2 separate regions of the Mus musculus genome follow, and region 2 is linked to region 1. Evidence: chromatin contacts called from public HiChIP or PLAC-seq data. All regions are on one chromosome and are shown on one strand. The core of a region is the stretch at or near the end of the contact, and the rest is flanking DNA. Distances in the headings are between cores, read along the strand shown. Region 1 holds the start of Mthfd1 (methylenetetrahydrofolate dehydrogenase (NADP+ dependent), methenyltetrahydrofolate cyclohydrolase, formyltetrahydrofolate synthase). Region 2 overlaps Zbtb1 (zinc finger and BTB domain containing 1).

Region 1 (5,289 bases), core at 1,018-3,517:
AGTCACAAACTAAAATACACACATTAGTACAGGAAAAAAAAAAAGCCCAACAACAACAAATTCAGTGCAAACTGTGCCCTGGCATGGGGGAACTTAGCTGCTGGTAGAAGCCCCTTGCCTAGCTAGCATGCCAGGCCCTGGGTTAATTCCTAGGGCAGAAAGGTTGGGGTGGGGGGTGGGGGATGGGAAGTGGGGGTGGGGGCAGCCACATGTCCTGCCATTGGTTGAAACAAGCCACTCTAACAATGGTTGCTAAATCCATAGCCATGTGGTGATGTTCTAAGGAAGGACTTATCTGTAGAACAATGTGGGGAAACTGTAGCCAGACAACGGTAATGTTGGGAAGGAGCCAAAGAAACTTATTCTAAAAACTAACATTTTGTTTACAGATTAGCATTTATAGGGAAAAACTAAATCCAATGTACCAGGCCCTAGGGCAGCTTGGGACTTCCCTATAGCTGAACAGCTTCTGCTGTGAACAGCTGTCTGAATCCAGACATCTCAGGGACAGCTTGTAAGGAGGCAGTTGTCTGAATCCAGCCATCTCAAGGACAACTTCTCCATCTTGTTGGCAGGGTCAAACAACCTAGGAGCGAACACCTACCCCACTTCTCCAAATGTTTTCTTAACTGTCTGTTAACAGGTAAAGAATATAGAAATTGCTGTTTTTCTAAACCAAGGTACATATGTTATAAAAATATATAACCAATCACCTGTCCTGCTCTAGTTAACTACATGCAGCTGATCAGCTCCTTTGTCCCCTTATCACTCTGAGCTCCAGACCTAAAGTTCAGGAGAATGAATTAAGGACCTTGAAGTCAGGTCCCTTGGATTCACCCAGTCTCCAGCGGGTACTCCCTTGCTTAAGCCAAAATGTCAACCAAAATACAATTGGATAACACTGCAGCTCACCCCAGCTCACCCCAGCTCACTTCTCACTTTGTGTTCCCATCCTTTTAAAATGTTGTACAGTATCCTTCCTGGGACATGTTTCAGGTCCTGAACTGGCTGCCTTCCTGAGCGCTCAGAGAATAAAGCTTTCATTTTTAAGCTTCCTGAGTCTGAAATAAGTTTTCTCGGCTTGTACCTCGAACCCAACAGTAAGAATCCAGCCCAGTTCCAGCGGCAGAAAAAGCAAAGTCAAGGCAGTGGCTCTGATGTATTCCTCTACCACCAGGCTCCCGAGGACATGGCCAAACTCATTTCTGCACCAGGGCAAATGGGGAGGGATGCCAGCCTTGCTGGCATCTAGCTGATGAACAAAGTAGTCTCTGCTTCAATACTGATTTGGTCCGCTGAGACCAGAGGATCACTCGTCCTGAACTCTGCTCCCTTCACGCTGATGAAGCCCCACGCTTCTGCTCTGAGGTCCCTCTTAGCTGCTGGGCTGAGCCTGCTTTTGGGCTTCAACCCTGGGAGGATAGCAGGTTTTAGTTATGGAAGGCTGGGTTCAGTAGTAGCGAACTTGTCTCTATGTCAAGGCTGTGGATTGATCGTCCCTGCTGTTACTAGAATTGCGAGCCAGACCCTGGGCTCTGAGAATCTAATAAACCAGGTTAGTCACCATCCTTAATAAGTCGATTAAACAAGTAATGGTAAGATATAGAAAAAGGAGATTTATTCAATACGGCCACATTGGGAAGAGGGACAAAGAGAAGTCTTATCTTCTGAGTTCTAATATGAAACTGAGGTTTAAGTAAAGAGTCAGACTTGATATAGAGTTGAACAGTGAAGGTCGAGGTGTGGACCTGTCCATTACTGTCTTGGCTTCAGTCCTGCAAGGTGATCTCTGAAATCTCTTTCCCCGGAAACAAATTTCTACTCTGGCTGGTGGAAAAGCAATTCCCTGGAGTGCTTCCTCCGCAGATGGCTAACCAGAGGGACACAATTGCCTCGTTAAGGATAGCCTCACTCTTGCTAGGAGGGTAACAGAGAGGCAGTTATCCCAGGTGTTCCCCACCACACTCTGAAAGCTAGGGCCTATGACAACGTGGAAAGCCGCATTGCCTGCTCCAGGTCAGTAGCCGGAATCAGCTTAAGGCCTCCAAGATCCTGCCCGGAGAAGCCAGTACGATCCAAAATCACACTGCTTTGCAGGACTCTGTCGCCGCAACCTAGGTCACGCAAACTTGCTCAGACAGGCCCATTCCTGCCCGGACTCCGCCCAGTTCCACCGCGCCCCCTACACACTATCTCTGATTGGCTAAAAGCGAGGCGGGAAGCTCCCGGCTCATCAGAGGCGGGCTCCACACAGGCTCTTTCCGCAGCCAGTCATTGCCGCCAACCAGTCTTTGGTGACAACCCTCTTGCTGCCTGGGCCCACCGGCTCCCGCAGACGCTCCTGGGCCTCCTCTGTCAGCGGGTCACGACGTCTTTCCGGGTCGCCTGCGCACCTTCGCTGCTGAGCGCGACGCAGGCGCACTAGCTGATTTCTCCCGGGAGGTCCCTGAGCACGTGGGTTGTGCTGTCCTGCGCGCGCGGAGCGACTGGAACCTGATTTTTGCTGGTGTTCACCGTGGGTGGCAGACTAGCAAAGGCCATGGCACCAGCGGGAATCCTGAACGGGAAACTGGTTTCTGCGTAAGTACTTGCCAGTGATAGTGGTGGTGGGCTCAGAGCAGGGCGTGCAGATCCCCAAGCGCCTGGGCTCTGCAGGAGAGGTGCTTAGATGGGGTTTGCGGGAAGAGAGGACATCGACACGGGCTCCTAGAATCTGAAGACTGGTTTCCTGAAGCCAGAGAAACACATGCCCGGCCCAATGTGCAATTGCAATAGACTGCCTGGGGTGGCTGCATTCCTAGGTTTGGCGGCAAGTCCTGACCTGACCTTGTTCTCAAAAGTGTAGCTGCTGGCATCATTCTGCCTAGACACGGGCTACCTGAGGAGTCCAACCTCAGAAACCCAGCATAGCCGCTTGTCTGGCAATTTGGTGGTGATTCGGTTGTGGCAAGATTTGACACGGGTGATTGGTCAAATCAGAGAGAGGGTCTCTTTCTAATTTTTTGTTTGTTTGTTTTCTGACAAAGGGTCTCTCCACGGAGCCCTGGCTGTCCTGCAACTTACTCTGTAGACCATGCTGATCTTGAACTCACAGAGATCCCCTCCTGCCTCTGCCTCCTGAGTGCTGGGATTAATGGCTTGGGCTACCACACCTGGCCTAGAGGGTTTCCTCTAATTCAGCGCATTCCTCATTACACCAAATGCTGTCTTTTTTTCTCTTTCACCCCGCCGGCTTCACTTCCAAGGTATCGCACAGGCAAGGCAAGCGCCGCACCACTCAGCTACTACGCCAGCGCTCGCTTGCTCTACCCTTTAACAGCCTACCTATCCGTCCTGGCGCTAAAGTTACTTTTCAGTTTGGCTCTTGTGTGCTGACCCTATTCCATATTCCGTCAGACCACCTGTTCTGGCCGTGCAGATTTAAATGCTTAACTAGTGGGAATGTTTGCCAAGTGTCGTCCCAGAGAGTAGCACCCTTTTGCTGTTTGGGAGAGAGGGCTGGGAATTGAGCCCCTAAGTGTGGAGCCCGAAAGTGTGCATAACATCTGGGCTACATTCCTTGCTTTTTGTTTAGGGAGTGAGTGTTGGGGACTGCTGAGGAGAGAGAAAGGTCTGTTTTTGTGAACTTGCTGAAGGTTGCTTTTCCGACATTAGGTATCTGGTTATTTATTAACTGCTGGGGCTAGCAGTAAGTGTCCAGTAAACACTTGGTTTTGTCACAAGAGACCTTGAGAGAATGATGGTGAAGCCTACTCTAGAGTAAAGAGAGCTTTTGTTGAAGATTGCGAAAAAAGAGGAAAAATATAAATTAAATGGTGAATCTTGCACTAAGGCAAGGAAGAACTCCAGATTTTTGGACTAGAAATCATAATATATACAAGTTCTTTTCTTTCTTTCTTTCTTTTTTTTTTTTTCCTTTTTCTTTTTTTAAAAGACAGGGTCTTAGGTAACCCAGGCTTGCCTCAAACTCAAATGTATCTGATTCTGGCTTTGAACTGCTGATTCAGTGCTTGCTTATACTTCCAAGGGCTGAGATCACAGGTCTGGACCACTACATCAGACTTTTGTTTGTTTGCTTGTTTTTCAAGCCAGGGTTTCTCTGTGTATCCCTGGCTGTCCTAGAACTCACACTGTAGACCAGGTTGACCTCAAAGAGATCTACTTGCCTCTGCCTCCTGAGTGTTGGGATTAAAGACATATATCACCATGCCTGCTTTTTTCCCCTTTCTTAAACCTTAATGTGGTGGCTGGAGAGGTGGCTCAGGGATTAAGGAGAGCACATCTTGTTCTTCCAGATAACTCAGTTCAGTTCTTAGCACCCTGTTCAGACCATTCACAACTGCCTGTAACTCCAGCTCCAAGGGAAAGATGCCTTCTGGGTACCCACGGACAGGCATGGCATACACTTATACACATACACATGCACAGAAATAATGTTTTTTAAAAAAAACTTACTAAGTATATTTTAGGTTAGTCACATATTATGGGATGCATATAGGTAGTAATAATGTATATGGTTACTAAAGTGACAAATGTAAATTATAAGACTTGCTAAGATGAACTTACTGGGCACAATCCTGGATACAGTAGTCTTTGATTACCCACAGTCCTCTGTTCTACCCACTCTTCCATATCTCCCACTTTGTATTCTTTGGGAAAAGTCTGGTTTCTTGCCATGCCCCGTCTTATTTCTAGCTGTGTGCTTGGATTTAACTTCCCAATGAATGCAATTATGTAGCATTTTTCTTGCAATGTCAGGGTTGTTTTTCAGCATAGTGTCTTCTGGTTCTGTCCATGTGACAGATCTCCTTTTTTAAGGAGTAATAATTTACAGTATGTCTAATTCTCTTTCTCTATTTGTCTGTTGAAGCCATGGCTATTCAGTGATAGAGGAACTGGCACCTGCAATGCCCTGGCTTCAAAAGACTCTGTAATGTCATAAGAGCAACCATTAATAAGGTCACAACCTAGATGGGTTGGTCCCATATTTTAGCTCTTGTGAATAATGCTACAATTGTTATTAGTGAACAGATTTCTTTACAAGGTTATAATTTAATTTTCTTTGGTTACTTATCCAGGAAAGGGATTGTTAGTTCTGGTAATTGTATTTTGTTTTTAATTTTTTTTTAAAGATTTATTTATTATTATATGTAAGTACACTGTAGCTGTCTTCAGACACACCAGAAGAGGGAGTCAGATCTTGTTACGGATGGTTGTGAGCCACCATGTGGTTGCTGGGATTTGAACTCTGGACCTTTGGAAGAGCAGTCGGGTGCTCTTACCCACTGA
Region 2 (5,289 bases), core at 1,636-4,135, 130 kb after region 1:
GGTCTGACCCTTAGAGCCACTGAAATCAGATGTCGCTACGCATGTTGCTTAACTTCTTAGAGCAGTGTTTCTCAACCTGCGGGTTTAGACCCCATTGGGGCTGGGGCTGGGGGTGGGGTTGGTTGTCGAACGACTCTTCACAGGGGGTCACAGATATCCTGCAAATCCGATATTTACGTTGATTCATAACGGTAGCAACAGAATAACTATATAGCTGGGCATCGCCCCAGCATGGGAACTGTATTAAAGGGTTGTGTCAGTAGGAAGGCTGACGGCCACTGACTCAAAGCCTGGGTGTGCTTTCTGATCTGCAAGGTCATAAATTGGGCTTGATTTTTCATGAAATTTTATAAATTGTGTTCAGTATGATGACACTAACTTTTAACAGTTAGATTGCCAGAAGCACTGTTGTTGCTAGTCAGTGCAGGAGTCCTTGCCTGAATGTGACTCTTCTGCTTTGATGGCTGAGAAGGAGGAGTCAAGGGCCGCAAGGGTTGCTGGGAGTTGCTGAGCAGCCAGAATTGGTACCCCATGTCTAGCAGTGGCTGTTTCCAGGACTTTTCTTTCTTTTCCTTTCACTTTAAGTGCCAGCCTTGTAGGATGACTGCTGACCACAAGAACACTAAGGCCTTTAAGCATTGTCCCTGTCCTTGAGGGCTCCGTACAGTGGACATTACTGTACCATACTGCTCCTCACAGTGGTGAGTACTAATGACACAGTACGCCCCAGCATCGTGAAGACTCATACAGGGCGCACAGTGGCTTTAACAGGCTTTTGGGTGTGAGCACAAACTTGAGCCACCATTTATAGCATTGTTTCTATGGGAATGTGTGTTTCAGGTTCCAAATAACTCAAAAATAAGTTTTGGAACATTATCCAATTATAAATTCAGAACTTCCCGTACTAACTATTGAATTTAATAGCTAGCCAGAACGCCTGGTTTAAATAGTGAATAATTTTTGTGTTTGTCACTTAAGTGATAAAAACCTTTTATCTTGAGGAATCTCTAAACTGGTTATTGTCACAAGTGTCTCTTTTCTCTTTCGCTGTGTAGCCCTGTGGTGTGGAACTGCTGTAATTAAAGGTGCATGCCACCACTACTCTATGAATGTATTTACACACCCTTATCATATAATCAGGCCAAACCTGTTAATTACCACTTAAGACATTTATCCACAGAGAAAATTCATTCCTCAAATTTTACTATGTCAGTAAGAAATTTACTAAAAATAGGTTCTACAAGCTGGGGGTATAGCTTGTTGACAGATGTGCTTACCCAGCATGCGGGAAGTCCTGGGTTCTGTCGCAAGCACTTAGTAAACCAGGCATGGTGGTGCAGGGCTGTAATTCTAGAGCTGGGGGGAGGGGGCGCAGAAGTAAGATGATGAGAAGTTCAAGGTCATTCTCTACTACAAATAGAGTGTGAGGACAGCTTAGGCTATGTGAGGCCCTGCCTTGAAAAAGAAAAACAAAACCCAAAGCTTCCATAGCATCCTCAGGGAACTGCTCAGCACTTACGCAGTAGCGCCTGAATTCAGGACCCAGTCCTTAGTTGATGATCTTTGCCGAAGACCACACTAGAAAGTACCAAGACGGTTTTAGTGCCATCTGAGGTACATAGGAATACTTGTCTATAGTCCCAGCACCTAGTTTACCTCAGTTAGCTACATCCTGATAGAATGTTTGACAGTCCTACATGTTTGATTTCTATAAGACTCTTGAACTTAGATTAAGATCTGTTCTCTATAGGTTTATGGCTGTCTGAATTGCTTACTACAGCTGATGAGTTTCTTGAGCATTTTGACATTTAAAATAAGCTGGTAAACATTTTCAAAGTAAGTTTCAGTTGTAGTGTCAAATGCACTGGCTCTCTGCCTCCTTAATGCTGGTACTGACCTGGGTATCAGACCTTTGAGTGACAGTTGAGGGTTTGACTTTCTGTCCCAGCCCAACTGACAGCTCTGATAAACATGTTCTTCCAGTGATAGCTGGTAACGCAAACAAGTAGTAACAGATTTTAATCACAAAAATCAGAGCAGGTAAAATATAAGGACTGTTTATGTAAATAAACTTCTGGAAAGTTGGCTCAGTGGATAAGAGCACTGACTGCTCTTGCAGAGGTCCTGAGTTCAATTCCCAGCAACCACATGGTGGCTCACAACCATCTGATGCCCTCTTTGGTGTGTCTGAAGACCGGACAGTACACTCATATACATAAAATAATTCCTTTTAAAAAAAAAAAGACTTCATGATAAGCTACATAATAAAAACTTACTAAATTCTGGTGACTTTGTTGTTTGTTTGTTTGACAAAACAAAGCAGGGTCTCACTGTGTAGCCCTTGACTGGCCTGGAACTCACTATGTAGGCCTTTGTCTGGTACTCATGAATCTTTCCATCTGCCTCCCAGCAGTGGGATTAAAGTGACACTCAGGAATGTTTCCTTGGGATCTGTTGATTTTATTATTTTGTGTGCATGAGTGTTTTCCCTCTGTGTATGTTGGATGCATGTGTGCCTGTTGCCCACTGAGGTCTGAAGAGGGCATCAGAGCCCCTAGAACTGCAGTTACAGGCAGTTGTGAATCGCCATGTGAGTGCTAGGAGTTGAGTCCAGGTCCTCTGTAAGAGCAACAAGGGCTCTTAGTCACTGAGCCGTCTGTCTTCCTAGTCCCAGCAGTTTTATAAGTCATAAAGAAAGAATTAGAAAGAAAACTTCTTAGACTTTGAGTGAAACTGTTTAATAAAAGTAAATGCTTAATACAGTTTCTTTGCAGGAGTTGGGGAGGAAGCTGGCTGCCCTGGACCTCCCTACAGACTAGGCTGGTCTGAAATGGAGGGACCCTCTTGTTTTTGCCTCCCAAGCACTAGAATTGAAGGAATGTGCCACCACACCCAGCTACTTTCTGTGTCTCCCAGCTGGGTGGGCTGACAGGATTGCGACAGACACACGGGGTTTACACCTGCCCTTGGACAAGGTTCCTGTTGTCCAGCGATAGCGCCCTTCCTGTGGAGTCCTTATCTAGGGAAGAAAACGTCTCCATGCGACCTTGGGCTTTGGGATACCTGTGCCCTCCTGGTTTCAGTGGCGTATACAGTGTCTGATTTATTGAGTGAATCAATGTGCATCAGAGTGCTTTTGAGGCTGTGCTGATTGGAGGAGTGCTTGCTTGCCTAATGCAGAGTGTGAGAAGCGGTAATATATAGCTTCACACCTATGTAATTGGCTTTCTGTGTATTTGTATTCATTTTTGTTAGTGGCCGAATCAGTGTTTTTCATTTAGCTAAGAAGGGTCTTGGAGTTTTTTGACTCTGTCATTTCTTTTACTTGGAAGGAAACTTATCTAGTTAGATTTACCTCCTGGTGCTTAGATAAACATTGCCACCACAGCCAGTATTGTTTCCAGTCATTATTACATGGCCAACGCCACGCTTTACACATTAGTTGTGTGATTCTTTGTGCTTGTTATTGGAGTCATTGTTGTTGTTCCCACCTTACTACTGGGGCAAATGACTGTAAGCAGGTTGCACAATGGGAGAGCAGGGTGGCACCTCCCCCCACTCCCCACCCCGTGCTTGCCCCACTCAGTTTCATCCCTGTTCTGTGTGGGCATCGCTAGGCTCTACTCTGGTTTCTTTCCGTTTCCAATAACCGTTACTACTAGAAAGTTTAACGCTTTGATCCTTTTTGCTTGTTTCTCTTTATTCTTTATTAACTCTATCCTACGGTGGAATAGCTAGTGACTTCAAAATCTCACTCTTCTTAGGATGGACTTGGGCCAGTGACGTTGGACTTTCTTACCTTTGCATTTGGTTGTATTACTGTGTAGATTTGTTTTATATAATCATTTTTTTAAAGATTTATTTATTTTTATGTATGTGAGTACACTGTCGCTGTCTTCAGACTCCCCAGAAGAGGGCATCAGACCCCATTACAGATGGTTGTGAGCCACCCTGTGTTTGCTGGGAATGGAACTCAAGACCTCTGGAAGAGCAGTCAGTGCTCTTAACCACTGAGCCATCTCTCCAGCCCCTGTTTTATATAATTTTAGCTGTAACTTAGTTTGTACTTAGTTTGTTTCTGCACCTTCATTTATCAATATATTTTATTTTTACACGTTTTAAGGCTTCTTTAGTTTTATGAGTATCAGTGAGTTGCCCACGTGTGACTGCACACATGCCTTCCTAGTGCATTGGGCAGCCAGAAGAGAGCATTGCATTCCATGGAGTCATGGATGGCTGTGAGGCACCACGCAGGTGCTGGGAGCGGACCCTGGGTCTTCTGCAGCAGTAACAAGTGCTCTTAACTCCTAGGCCATCTCTCCAGCTTCTTTATCAGTGTATTTTAAAGTCTACTGGGCCAAGCTTAGTGTCATTAACTCTCAGGGATACCATAAATGATGTCTTTGAACACGTACTGCTTTTGTCCTTAGGCACGTTCTCAGTTTAGCTGTGGACATCTGAGACATGGGTTTGAAATTTATTACCTTATTGAGACACTTGATTTGGCTTCTGGAACCCACATGGCTTCTCCGTTTCACAGGCTCCATCTCTTCCTAGGAAACTCTGACACATTTCGGTAGGGAAAGGAATAGGAAGGGGGACAATGTGGGCCTGTATATAGCATGCAAGTATGAACAACAGGGTATGTGATCTATAGTTGATCTGTGAGGAAAGATAAAAGCAAGGAGAAATAAGTGGATTTGGCATTTTCTTGATTACTATTACAGAGATAGAAAGGTTTTAGAGCTACATATTGGTACTCTCCAGCACTCTGGAGAGAGAGGTAGAGTAGAGTATCTGTGAGTTCAAGGCTAGCCTGGTCTACCTAGCAAGTTCCAGAATAGCCAGGGCTACATAGAGAAACCTTGTCTCAAAAAAAGAAAAAATAAATAGGAGAATGAATATTTTATTTCACTCAACAACTTGTTATGATTGTTGGGATTGTTTGTTTTTTAAACTAATTAATTTTATGTATATGAGTACATGTAGCTGTTCTCAGACATACCAGAAAAGGGTATCGGATCCCATTACAGATGGTTGTGAGCTATCATGTGGTTACTGGGAATTGAACTCAGGACCTCTGGAAGAGCAGGAACTCTAGAAAACCCACTGAAATCTCTCTAGTCTGCTGGATTTGATTTTTGTTTGTTTGCTTTGTTTTAAGTTTTATAGGTACAGATTAAAATTTGAGACTAAAATTTGGAAAACTTTTGGGTTTTTTTTTTTATGCCTCTTTAAAACACACATTCACAAAACAAAACAAAAAACAGGGTCCAACTGTGTACACCT

What was found. HiChIP or PLAC-seq counts read pairs in DNA pulled down with a chosen protein or histone mark.
Region 2: an H3K4me3 HiChIP or PLAC-seq map of embryonic stem cells shows a contact between it and region 1, with 12 read pairs. The contact joins the enhancer-like site here to the promoter of Mthfd1 in region 1. A contact is called at or near these places in 4 of 39 promoter capture datasets (the C10 cell line, erythroid cells, fetal liver and 1 more), 9 of 484 Hi-C or Micro-C datasets (CD4 T cells, the G1E-ER4 cell line, double positive thymocytes and 4 more), 7 of 115 datasets of contacts at active chromatin or transcription factors (effector CD8 T cells, embryonic stem cells, extraembryonic endoderm stem cells and 2 more) and 3 of 9 other capture datasets (adipose tissue, liver and pancreatic islet).

What each region holds. Positions count from the first base shown.
Region 1 is chr12:76,252,965-76,258,253 of GRCm38.p6, forward strand. Mthfd1 (methylenetetrahydrofolate dehydrogenase (NADP+ dependent), methenyltetrahydrofolate cyclohydrolase, formyltetrahydrofolate synthase) reads left to right here and starts at 2,268. Exons shown (of 28, transcript NM_138745.2): 1 at 2,268-2,580. The coding sequence starts at 2,540.
Region 2 is chr12:76,377,401-76,382,689 of GRCm38.p6, forward strand. The region is part of intron 1 of Zbtb1 (zinc finger and BTB domain containing 1); the gene reads left to right. Among named protein-coding and RNA genes, the nearest start is that of Zbtb1, 9.5 kb to the left of the region's middle. Within about 2 kb of position 2,886, at least 12 of the 459 cell types and tissues checked have an H3K27ac peak or open chromatin away from gene starts, as enhancers often do. A contact at or near this core is called in the G1E-ER4 cell line, embryonic stem cells and extraembryonic endoderm stem cells, where this site is marked.